Regions from separate parts of the Mus musculus genome. Here region 1 is linked to region 2. A link is a contact called in public Hi-C data. All regions are on one chromosome and are shown on one strand. Each heading gives the region's core, a stretch centred on a gene start, on an enhancer-like site or on the middle of the called end of the contact. The rest is flanking DNA. Distances are from core to core; before and after follow the strand shown.

Region 1 (6,155 bases), core at 1,512-4,011, 40 kb before region 2:
ATAGCTCACTTAAGTGTCTGCAGCTGACTTAGAAGGTACTTGACTGGTTTGTTCTGGGGGAAAAAAATTAAAGGCAAATACTAGCTTTGTGTTGGAAGAAGTTGAGTTTGAAAAGAAAAAAAAAAACTTCAATGGCAGTCAGCATTAGTAGAGGCTTCTAGCTTCTTAGTGTTGAAACAATGGTTGCCAATCTATCTTTTCCATCAAGTTCTTTTCCATTGTCCGCTTCCCTTTTTGTAGCGATCTCTTCCCCTGGAGATCATGAGCTGTCCTGTGTACCTGAAAAGTTTTCAGCTATCTTTTTTTTTTTTTTTTTTTTTTTTTTTTTTTTTTTTTTGTGGATGTAAATAGGTAATCTCAGTGATATTAACCAGCATGGACCAGAGCCATGGAGACAGAGGGCACTGGCTTCTCTTGGAGTTTGTTGACTCTAGAAGAAGGGACACTGAATGATCCTGGCCACCCAAGGGCAAACCATGATGCAAAGCTGGGTACATTTAATCTCACAATTTATCGTGTAGCCGATGTTACTGTAGGATACTAGATTTGCAACATTCTTTAAAACAGCAAATCACATCATTTCTACCACTTACAACTTATTTTTAATGCTTTACTGGACTAGAACACGTGACAACGAAAAGGTTTTTTTTTTCCGAGTTTATTTTATCATTTGTAAAAGAGCATACATACATAAAGCAATGGCAACTGGATTTGCTAAATCAAAATAAAACGATCTCGAGTAGAAAATGTAAAAAAAAGGCAATTAAGTAGAAATGGGTCCAAATACGCAATAATAAATAACTTTTCTAATGTTAACAAAGCAAAATAAAATTGACCAAATGCCTTTGACACTACATGTTTTTTTTTAATTTTCATTTGCAAAAACAAACATTTGCAAAGAGTTTAATGATTATGAGTGGCTGTTTTTAAAATCAAAAGTTGCTCTGCATTGGCAGTTGAGTTTCTTCAAGGCGGCGCAGCGGCCAGTGATGAAGTGCGTGTATTCTGGGTCCGCTAGACACACTGCTGGACACACTTGGTGTCTAAGCTCTACAGATACTCTTATCTGCCCCTGCATTTTAACAACACAATAGTCCGTGTTCAGTAAAGTACCCAATGCGGGTCTCAAGCAGTTGGGGAAACAACTTCATTGACTAACTCCCTTATTTGTGAGTGAGCGCAACACGCAAGGATGAACTCCCAAGGTATAAAATAAGTGAAACCCAGACCAGAGGCAGAGATACGACATTTTAGCAGCATATTGGCAGCATGGACCATGAAACGATGCCACGTAAAGGTACATATAATGATACAGTATCTACATACAGAGGAAGGAGAAGGTAGGAGGAAGGGGATTGGAAGAGCTGCAGCCGTCCGAAGTCAAGTCGTTGCTAACAACGATCACCACAGACCAAAAATTAAAGGGTGCAGGGATATTTGTCACGGGGCTTCCCGCGCGCTAGGAAGGGCATTTGGTTGTCTCAGTTTTCAGGGAGCTGTTGCCTTCCTAACTGGCCTCATCAGAGTCACTGTAATGAGAGTGGGGGGAAAACTCTCCGTCACTTCTGTGGGATCTGGGAGATGTTTTGCTGTTGTCCTCCTGTACAGGCTGCAGGATGCCCCCGGGCAGCGAAGGCGACAGGTCCTTCTGTGCCATCATCGCTGTTAGGGCCCTGTCCTCGAAGGCTGGGAAGTGCAAAGCGTCCAGCTGCACCGAGTAACCCCCAGAGGAAGCTGGGCCTGAGAAGCGAGTCCGGCAAGGCCCGGGCGGGGTAGGTCTCGGGCCCCCTCCCGGGGCTGGCTGAGCCCCAGCTACCGCAGAGGCGCCCGCACCTCCTTCATAGGAGGAGGCGGTGCGAAGGTGATGGTGGTCATTTTTGCAGGAAGCTGTGGGCGGCGGCGGTTGCTCTCCGACATTGGGAGTCTGCAGCAACTCCGACAGAGCGTTGATGTAGATCTGGGCCATCTGTAGGGTCTCATATTTGGACAGCTTCTTGTCGTTGTTGAAGGACGGGATAACGTTGCGCAGCTGGTCGAAGGCGTGGTTCAGCCCGTGCATCCTGCGCCGTTCCCTTGCGTTTGCTGCCAGCCTCCTTTGCTTCTGTACCCCATTCACCTGTTTGCTGGAAGGGGCTCGCTGGCGGCTGCAGCCAAGCTCGTCCACTACAACCCCACCCTTCAGCTTGCACAGCTGTTCCCGTACTTTGACGGGCCCGGGGCTCTTGCTGAGGCCGCCACAGCCGCTTCTCCTTACCAGCTCACCCTGGCTGTCAGCCTCGTCCCGGGGCGCCGCGGCCTCGGAGGCACCCAGCTCGGGAGAATGCAGCAGATACTGGGCGGCGCGTGCCGTGCAGAGGCCCTGCAAAGTGGGAGTCAGCCAGGCGCGTGGGTCGGTGCTATCCAGGAGGGACAGTTCTGCCGGGTAGACGGGAAGGTCTCTCGCCTGCAGGGTAGCAGGTGGCTGTGGCGTCAGCGGCGGGACGTGGTGCGGCTGGGGATGGCGATGGTGGTCCCCCAACTCTTTTACCTCAGCCCACTCTTCTGCATGCAGCAGGCGGGACATCGCACTGCAATGGCTCGGAGGTGCCGTGTTAGAGGAGGTGCTGGCAACCCAGTTCAACGAAGGGGATAAGCCCCGAACAACAACAACAAAAACCTTCCTAGTCTCTTCTGCAAGGTCTGATTTTTTTTCCTTCCTCCTCTGACCCTCCCCCTCTCACTCGGAGATCGCACACCAGGTCGCGTGCAACGAAGCTTCTCCGGTTGCTGAAGGCGCTGCGCCCCTTTAAAAAGCGGCACGCGCCAGTGTATCTCCCCCGGCTCCCCTCCCAGCCCCCTCCTTGCGCCAGTCGCGTGTCTGCCCAGTCAAAGAAGGGGGCGGGCAGGCGCGTGCGAGGAGCCAATCAAAGAGTTTTTACACCCAGTGAAAAGTTACTGTGTGCCGAGGAGTTCAGCTCTGGCTCTGGAAAAAAAAAAAAAAAGAAAAAAAAATTCCCCCTTGTCCCTCTAGTCAGTTCTGGAAATTCATATGTTAATTGTGGGGCTGTAATTCGACTCCTGAGGGTGTCACCTCCCAGGCGACCTGAGTGAGGGGAATGGGGGGTGGGAGGGGAGAAGAAGCGGGCTCCCGGCTGGTGTCCTAGCGGCCCCAGCTCAGATGAGACCCAGGGTAGGCGGCTCCCGGCCAAGCTGGACGCGCCTAGAGCCTTCGGGGCACCAACTGGAGTAGCCCGCCTGGCCTGAGATCCCTCCAAGCCTGGATCACAGCTCTCAAGAAACTCGTAAAATCGCCCATGTGCAATGTGACAGAAATACATATAGAGAGGTGTGTATATAGCTCTTACCTATTGCACATTTAATTTGTAGAAGTGTTAAGTGGCGTCTAATCAAAAATCAGAACAAGGTGAAAACCATTCGCTTCTGGGAACGTATTTCTTAATTTTGACTTTGTCTGCATCTCTTGGTCCACATAGTACTTGGATTTTTTTTCATGTAGTCTTTTTTTTTTTTAATGGAAAGTAAAGCTGCGGTATAGTTATGACATACCAAAATCGGGATTGCCCCAGGAGCCTTTGAGCGTGTTTCTTAGAGCCCGTTAGGGTCTCAGTCTGCAAAAGCCCTTCGCGGAGGATATCGCGCTACGCTGAGCTATCGCAAGGGATCATGCAAACAGTTTCAAAACTCACAGCGTAGGACTCATAAACGCAGAGCCACAGGAGGCTGCCGGAATTAGTGCAAAAGGTCTTTGGGTTCTTTGTGATTCTGGGCATTTTGAAACTGCTGCCTCGGGAGGCCCCGGTTTACTAGTGCGCGTGGCTTCTTGCGCAAACGCCCAGAAACCACAGTCAAACCCACCTGTCCCGCTCTGTTTAGTTAGGGTGTTCACTCCCTCTATAAACCGCTCCCCTCCTACCTCTTTAGCCCTCCGCCTGGTAGTTTACCACAAAGAGCCAATCAGAAACTTCCTGGCTCGGGACACGCCCCAGCTTGCTCCTAGTGCTCTCCAGTTTGGGCTTTCTTCGTCCCTGGGGCACCAGAGTGGGTGGCAACTGTGGCTGGTGCTTTCGATTTTCAGGGTGGTTGCTACTCTAGGAGGACTTTCGTCTTCCGGCAGATGGTACCGCAGAAAGCTCCCTGGAACCTGTCTTTGCAGGGTCCAGTGCCGTTGAAATGTTCCGCTAGCAGGGACCTGATCCAACCTGCCATCTGGAGCTCCTTGTGCGAAGGATTTCAGCGGCTGGAGTAAACTAGTGTTTATATCTCACAAGATAGAGAAGGACAGAAGAGAGTTCAAAGTTATCGTCAGACTTCACCTGTTTCTCTATTTCCAGTGTGCCCATTTGCTACTGTATAAAGAACAGTTCCGGGCCTTCCAATGCTGACAGAAAGATCAGAGGAGCCCTTTTCTTAAAGAGTGTAAGCTCTGCAGAAATAAATACTCTAACAATAGATGGGGTGGGGGGTAGACAGGTAAATCAGGAAGTACCCTCCAAACCTAAAAGACAACCATCGACAACAATAAAGGAAAAGGTAATAATGCCTTTATTTGGCGGGTACAGCATTCTTCTGTATTTTTGGAGACTGGTCTGGGTACTGTTGAAATCAACCAACACTGTACCTAGCTTTACTAACTGTCAAGTACAATCTGAAAAGCAAGACTTTCCAGTAACCGAGGGACCCAACATCATCAATTGTGTATGAAAGACAACGTGAGAGCCTGGAAAGGTTAGGTAGCCATGACGGCTTTGTTCTTCATTTGGTGACTCTCTGACCTGTTAGCTGAAAGGTAGAAGTTTTTCCACAAGATGTCAGTACTAAATGTGCAGGGCGCTCAAATTTTCCTGGGATTTCTATCCTCCAGGTATTTTATTTGCATTTTAAATTTAACCACAAAACTTCCAAATACTTGTTTTTCTTTATGCTCAGAAAAACTCAAGGAATATAGACAAATGTTTGTGCAACACTTTTCATGCCACTGGTCTTAATTTATCAGATTTACACAACACTCACTAATGTAATTTCTTTTTAAAGAGCACATCTCAATTATTTTGTAAAGAAATGGATTATTTTAGGACTTCTAGGGACTGTATGTACATTTCTGTGATTAGTGGTATGATATTTCTCTGGTTTTGACTATGGATCTGTTTCTCTTCCCTTTCCCCTTCTCCTTTCCATTAGCTGAGTAACATAGGCCAGAGCGTGTCCATGGGATTGCAGCCTGCTTAGTGTGAACAGAGTGTCCCCGGGGAAGGTTTGGATTGGGGTGTCAGAACACAGAGTGGAGTGAATATTTATGGGTGCTGGCTGGTAGAATAGCAGCTCAGCTTGAAGCCTTTGCTCTGTGAGGATACCAAATTACTTACAAAAATTAGATAGAGAAATAAATTCTTGAGAAAAAAAAATCAGAGATCTAGTTATAAATTTATAAATTTACACAGAGCTTGGGTTAAAATTTCAGATTTTTATTTGAATTTAAAGTTTTGAATACACATGGGTAAGTGACATATAAATAGATACAGATAAGCGTGTGATTTAAACACCTAAATGTATTTATTTTTTTATTAATTTATTACGTATTTTCCTCAATTACATTTCCAATGCTATCCCAAAAGTCTACCATACCCTCCCCCGCAATTCCCTACCCACCCATTCCCATTTTTTTGGCCCTGGCGTTCCCCTGTACTGGGGCATATAAAGTTTGTGTGTCCAATGGGCCTCCCTTTCCAGTGGTGGCCAACTAGGCCATCTTTTGATACTTACGCAGCTAGAGTCAAGAGCTCCGGGGTACTGATTAGTTCATATTGTTGTTCCACCTATGGCCTTGCAGAACCCTTTAGCTCCTTGGGTACTTTCTCTAGCTCCTCCATTGGGAGCCCTGTGATCCATCTAATAGCTGACTGTGAGCATCCACTTCTGTGTTTGCTAGGCCCCGGCAGAGTCTCACAAGAGACAGCTATATCTGGGTCCTTTCAGCAAAATCTTGCTAGTGTATGCAATGGTGTCAGCGTTTGGAAGCTGATTATGGGGTGGATCCCTGGATATGGCAGTCTCTAGATGGTCTATTCTTTTGTCTCAGCTCCAAACTTTGTCTCTGTAACTCCTTCCATGGGTGTTTTGTTCCCGCTTCTAAGGAGGGGCATAGTGTCCACACTTTG
Region 2 (6,187 bases), core at 125-2,624:
ACAAACAGACAGATGCCTGTCACAGTACTGCAAGCAACTGCATCCCAACAACCATGTGGTCCTGGAAGTGAATTCTGGGCTCCAGAACCAAAGGGAGTTAACAGAACTTTTGCTACAGCTCTGTGAGGCCCTGAGCAGAGGACCCACGTAGGTCCTTTGTCTTATATTCTCAGATCTTTCTGATACTAGTTGAATTCCATTATAGTCTTGTGTTGAGTTTGACCTCTCTGTAGCTCTTAACTGAGGGCACCACGTGCTTATTCCTGAGATAATCACATCACTTTCATATCAAGGTTAACTCTATAAAATAACCAACCTGTTCTTACCTGATAATTAAGAGATAAAAATATTATGTCAGTGAAACATAATATGGGAACCCTAATGAAATGGTATTTTAGTCTAGCAAACACTAAAATAGATATGGAGTGTTGTATCTTGATGAATATACTGATGTTATTTTAGTCAGGACTAAGGTTGAGTTTAAACTGCAGGGAAGTGTCCTTTAGCAAAATGTATACTCTCATGTTTTCTGTCTCTTGTAACTTTTTACATATTGGGAACTTGTCATTAAAGTGCAAATTAAGGGGCAGCAAGATGGCTCTGTGCATAGATGTGCTTGCCACCGAGGAGCCTAAGGACCTGAGTTCAATTTCAGACCTATATGGTGGAAGGAGAGAATAACTTCTGAAACCATCACATACAGGTTTTACAAACACATACACACACACACACACACACACACACACACACACTTTAAATAAGTGAAAGTGATTTGTATTGGTTTCCTTTTGTAAGCATAATATAAAATAGTCATAATATATATTGAATTAAGGAAGCATAGAAATCATAGAGGGTGCTTCTGTCAGTCCTTTTTGTCTTATTGTGATTTTTCAGGGTTACTTACTTACTTTATTTATTTATTCATTTATTTATTTATTGGTCTAGAATTTGGATGTTCCTGCCTTCTATGGTCTAGCTATAATCTATTGTGACAGCGATGTTTTATGAAAAGAAACAAGTTATGTTTACAATGCCATTACATATTTCTAAAATTAAATAATTACAACTGCAATTCTCCAAACAGTTCTATGAGGACCCATGTAGGTCCTTACTACTAAGTAGTAGTAGCTTACTACTGCCTGAGACTCAGTGTGAAGCAGGTTGCCTTCTGACCTGGCAGGTCATCAGTGGTTGGTGAAGGTAAGTAGGGGTGTGATTTTGAGCGCTCTATGCAAGGACTTGAAGGTGATGGATTAGGGACAAGCAACCATGAGTTCCTCTCATCTGGCATTCAATCCTCTGATCCTGCGGCTTTCTCCCTAGCCTCCCGTTCCTGAAGAGTGTCATAGAACAACAGATGCTAGCACTCTAAGGAGGAGAGGGGGAGGGGGAGGGGGAACGCAATCAAAGAGACTGGGGCAAGATTGACTGTGGGGACCCGGGTTACTTCACGTGAGCTGTTTTATGCAAAATGAAGCACAAATCACTTGCATTTGGAAAACCCTGCCAGAGTGCCACACAAGTGACAGAGCAAATCTGCAAGCTGCATATTCAAGCGCCACTTCTAGAGAAGCTTTGAAGAAAGCAGGCGGCGGCGACCCCCACCTTCAGGCTTAAATGAACTCTGAACAGACTCATTTGCCATGAAGGATGAGATGGCGAGATGCTGGCGCCTGGGGCTCTGCCTCTCCGCGCCTCCTTCCCTGAGTCGTTCTGGTGGGTTTTTGTGTCCCAAAGTTGTCCCTGTGCAAACAACAGGTTGAATATTGTAGGTGTGGGTTATTAAAGTGTCCCTGGGACAATGGCAGTCTGTGTCCCATTTGTAACGCTTGGATTAATCTTTGGAAAGTGCACACAAAATGTGACATGATGTTGGCTTCCAACATTATTCAGTCTGCATAGCAGCAAATCCTGCCCTGTCTCCCTGGAAATAAAACTCTGCAGACTGCCCCTGCCATCTCAAAGCGACCTATCATTTATGCCGCAGAGTAGGGACACCCTGGTAGCACGGCTGTGAGTGAGATTTTGTAGTTTGCAGAAACACTCACGATGGAAATAAATTGTGGGCTATCTTGTCCACAGCTTCCCTAAAGGAAGTCTGCAGTTAGCTAAGTCGTATTTTATTTTGCTTCCTAAGGAAGAAGTAACAACATACATATTTTCAAAGAGAATTCCACATTCGTTTAGGATTATAACTACTTAAGTGACAAACGGCCTTTTGACATTTCATCTTTTTCCACATCTTTCCTTTTCAATGAAGTCTGAAAGGAAGAGCTATAATATAAAGGGAGAAGCGGGTCCTCAAAACCAGTCACACACCAAACAATATTTGCTTTTCCCCTTTTTATGGCTGAGATGCTAAAATCATGAGACTCAGTGATATCCTGTTGATGTCTCTTTCCTGGGAAATGTGTAACTGGCATGGTGGGATGTGAGAAGGGACCACTCAAGTCTCTGCATTTAAGAACATCTTCATATTGAGATTTGAAAAATAATTGAGAGAAGAGACCGAGAGTCATCAAGTGGACTTCACAGAGAGCCAAGTGAACAACTAACTATCTCCAACAAACTGGAATTAGGAGAAGAGGAATCAGGCTTCCTCCAAGAGCAGCGGTTTTTAAAAGGTCTGTGTTCACTGTTTAAGTCCAGGAGACGCACGTGGTATTTATTCATTTACTGTGTGTACTGGCTGGTTTTGTATGTCAACTTGACACAGTGTGGGTGGTGCCATCCCTGGGCTGGTGGTCCTGGGTTCTATAAGAAAGCAGAAAGAGTAAGCCATGGGAAGCAAGCCAGCAATAAGCAGCAATTCTCCATGGCTTCTGCATCAGCTCCTGCCTCCAGGATCCTGCCCTGATTGAATTCCTGTCCTGACTTCTTTCCATAACTCATGAACAGCCATATGAAGTGTAAGCCAAATAAACTCTTTTCTCCCCAATTTGCTTTTTGTTCATGGTGTTCCATCGTAGCAACAGCATGATATTCTATCAGGTGTGTTGATTCAGGATGTCCTCAGAACATGAAGGGACAATGTCAAGTGGCTAGGAATGGCTTCCTGCAAATTTACAATGATTTTTTAAAAAATTATTTATTTATTTATTTTTATTTATATGACTACATTGTAGCTGTCTTCAGACACACCAGTAGAGTGTGCATCGGATCCCATTACAGACGGTTGTGAGCCACCATGTGGCTGCTGGAATTGAACTCAGGACCTTTGCAAGAGCAGTCAGTGCTCTTAACCTCTGAGCCATCTCTCCAGTCCCATAATGACTTTTGTATCCATTAAAGCAAGTGGCTGCTCAGCCTGTCATGTAGAACACATTTTTGTTTCCCCTATTTGTTACCTTTAATAAATCAAATTCAGAAGTTTCAGTTATTAAGCCAGTTTATTGTTTCAATATGTTTGGCATTAGTGAAAGTCAATATGAAATTTGATTTAAGTGGGGAGGGGTACATAGTCATTACAGAGGGCTATAGCTAAAATCCATACACAAAATCCATACACAGTTCATCTAAAAGAGTGGGGCTTTGTGACCTGAAGGACAGAGCCTGGTTGGGGTGGATGTGACCGCGTGTAGCAAAGGTGGTACCTTGGCTGTGACACTTGTAAGTGACCCTGAATCCAGCTCTACCCTGAATCTCTTTTCAACTGGAGCAACTTGCTCAGGCGGAAGGCTACAGGATGGATCATTATTGCATAGAACAAATCTTGCGCGTGCCCCCTTGTGATGACTCCCTCCATGGTTTCATTTCCCAGCTGCAGTATATTTGCTTGGTCATGATGTTCTAACAGGTGGGTTGATTCCTGATGCCCTGATTTTCAGAGTTCGGGGTTTGAGACAGGGTCTCAAGTATTACATGAATCTGTAATTCCCTGTACAGCCAAATCTGCCCTCAAAACTCCTGCCTCTGCCTCTCAAGTCCTGGGATTGCAACTCCAGCCCTGGCTGTGCTGATATATATATATATTTTTTTAAGGTATGTTTAAAGTATGGAAGGAGAAAAGATACTGCAAAAAGCAACATCAAGGTTAACATATAAAGAAGTCAGTTGGCATGAGGTGTAGTGTGGTGACACACCTTTAGTTCCAGGATTTAGGAAGCAGAGATAGGCAGATCTCTTGAGACTGAGGCCAGCCTTTTCTACATAGTGAGTTCCAGGACAGCCAGGGCTACATAGTGAGATGCTATCTTAAAACAACAACAACAACAACAACAATAACAAAACCAGCAGGAACAGCAGCCAGTTGGCTCAAAAAGACTGGAAGCCCTTGACCACCTGAACTTCATACAACAAACTGAGCATGTTCAAGAAAAGCCCGAGCTGTAGGAAATGTGGAAGAGACCTGTGCTGTGTGCCAAGAGCTTTGTGTTTCTTAACCTCTGGAGCTTCTCCCTCGGCTCTCAAGCCCATTCCTATCTGGAGAGCTTTGCCTTTCTGAACAAACTGTCTCCACGCCTATTTCAAACAAAGGTTCCTGGTCCAGTGTATTACCCTCAGACTGTGTTCCTGGGACACTCGGAGAGGGGTCTTCCAAACTCCTCACCTTTAACACCAGGGTTATACAGCCTGAGTCCTGTTGTGGGTTGGCCAGGGATAAAGGGGGATGTTGCAAACAAAATGGATCAGAAAGGAAACTGCCCATTTCATTAGTGGCCGACACCATCATCATTTTGGGAATGTTAGATTAAAAGGAGACAGTGGCTCAGTATCTCCGACAGAGTATATGAAAGTGTTAGTACAGCCAACCAAAGGCAAGCACGTGTGGCTTTGAATTGACCCTGTAACCCACCTTTGGGGGACTTGCAAATAGATGGGGGAACTTTTAAATAGATGATCATAAAGGAACAGACATCTAAGTACCCTAAAGGACTTAAACACACAGTTTATCTGTTGCTAATGGTAAAATGGGTCAAATTTAAAAATTTCTCCCCAAAGAAGACTAGTCTTTAAAAATGTTATCACTTACTGATAACAGTTTAAATCTAAAAATTCAACCTATGGAACCACAGCGCCACCATCTGGCTATACAGATGACAGCAGGCATCACAACAGTACAGGAAGGAAAATGCGGTCTTCCTCAATTAACCTTAAAAATGAAAAATCTTTGACTGTAGCACAGGACGGTGACCCAGCTAATTTGGAGAGCGGGTAAAAAAGGAGGATCTCAGATTCAAAGCCAGATTGGGTTATAGAGTCCTCTGCCTGGAAAGCATAGCAACACTCCTTCCCCCCCCCGCCCCCCCCCCCCCCCAAATAAAAGGAGGGCTGGGATACAGCTCAGTGGTTGGTGCAAGTCTAGCTGACACGGGGCCCTAGGTTGGATCCCAGAAAAGTTATCAGTATTTTTTGTTTTTGATAGGAAATTAAAAGCCGTCTTAAACCCCCTTCAGTCTGGTGTTAGTCTGTTACTGTTTTGCATATACAGGCTTGCTTCACTGAAAACCCATATGACTGTGGGCACGGTGTGGGAGAATGTGGCTGACATCCTTAAAGCTCTGCAGCTGTTTAAGACAAAGAACAACTCAATAGGACAGATTTGACCTTGCTTTAAGGTGCGTACTGCAAAATCTGACTTTGGACACATGGGAAAGCCATATAGAGTTCTTTCAATTTATCTGAAGTCCAAAAGTGCTTTTTGTATTGAGTTTTGTGAGTATAAAACAATCGCTAAGTCACAGGGTGACTAACATCTGCAGTTTCATTTGTACACTGCTCTCAAAAAGGCCTTTTATGGTATACCCCAGGGATAAAAAGTCAAGTTCATATTTCTTACTCTTGGAGGGTCTATATTTTTACTGACACATGCGCTGCGTAGAATGGAAATGTTATTATAACACTATCTGGAGACTACTGCGAATAAGGGCCTGAGCTAAGGGCTTTACATTGATTTCAAAATCAATGCTGTCAGCAGTACTATCGGGAGCGCGTTGCCACCATTTCCAATTTACAGATGAGGAAAAGCTAAGGGCGTCTTTGGTCTTTGGGTAACTTGCCTAGGCTTACACAGTTGACACACAGGATCAACCTGTCATTTCCCAGAACCACCACACGAGGGCGTAGGCAAGGAGCATTGTCCATAGGGTGTCAAGGAAACCGATTTTGTATTCCAATCCTGTGTGTGTGTGGTGCCACATTCTTAAAGTACACTGACTTTGAATTAGATTATGCAAACGGTTTGTGA

What was found. A called contact is a pair of places that touch in the nucleus more often than the background predicts.
Region 1: a contact with region 2 is called in a Hi-C map of cerebellum, with 2.5 times the contacts expected there. The contact joins the promoter of Atoh1 here to the enhancer-like site in region 2. A contact is called at or near these places in 12 of 484 Hi-C or Micro-C datasets (LSK cells, Sertoli cells, cerebellum and 2 more) and 3 of 115 datasets of contacts at active chromatin or transcription factors (all in embryonic stem cells).

What each region holds. Positions count from the first base shown.
Region 1 is chr6:64,725,731-64,731,885 of GRCm38.p6, reverse strand. It overlaps Atoh1 (atonal bHLH transcription factor 1), which reads right to left and starts at 2,761. Exons shown (of 1, transcript NM_007500.5): 1 at 641-2,761. The coding sequence starts at 2,563. The coding sequence ends at 1,508. It overlaps Gm35851 (a long non-coding RNA gene), which reads left to right and starts at 3,025. Exons shown (of 3, transcript XR_377731.4): 1 at 3,025-3,325.
Region 2 is chr6:64,684,043-64,690,229 of GRCm38.p6, reverse strand. It overlaps a transcript of Grid2 not described here. Among named protein-coding and RNA genes, the nearest start is that of Gm35851, 42 kb to the left of the region's middle. Within about 2 kb of position 1,374, at least 7 of the 459 cell types and tissues checked have an H3K27ac peak or open chromatin away from gene starts, as enhancers often do. A contact at or near this core is called in cerebellum, where this site is marked.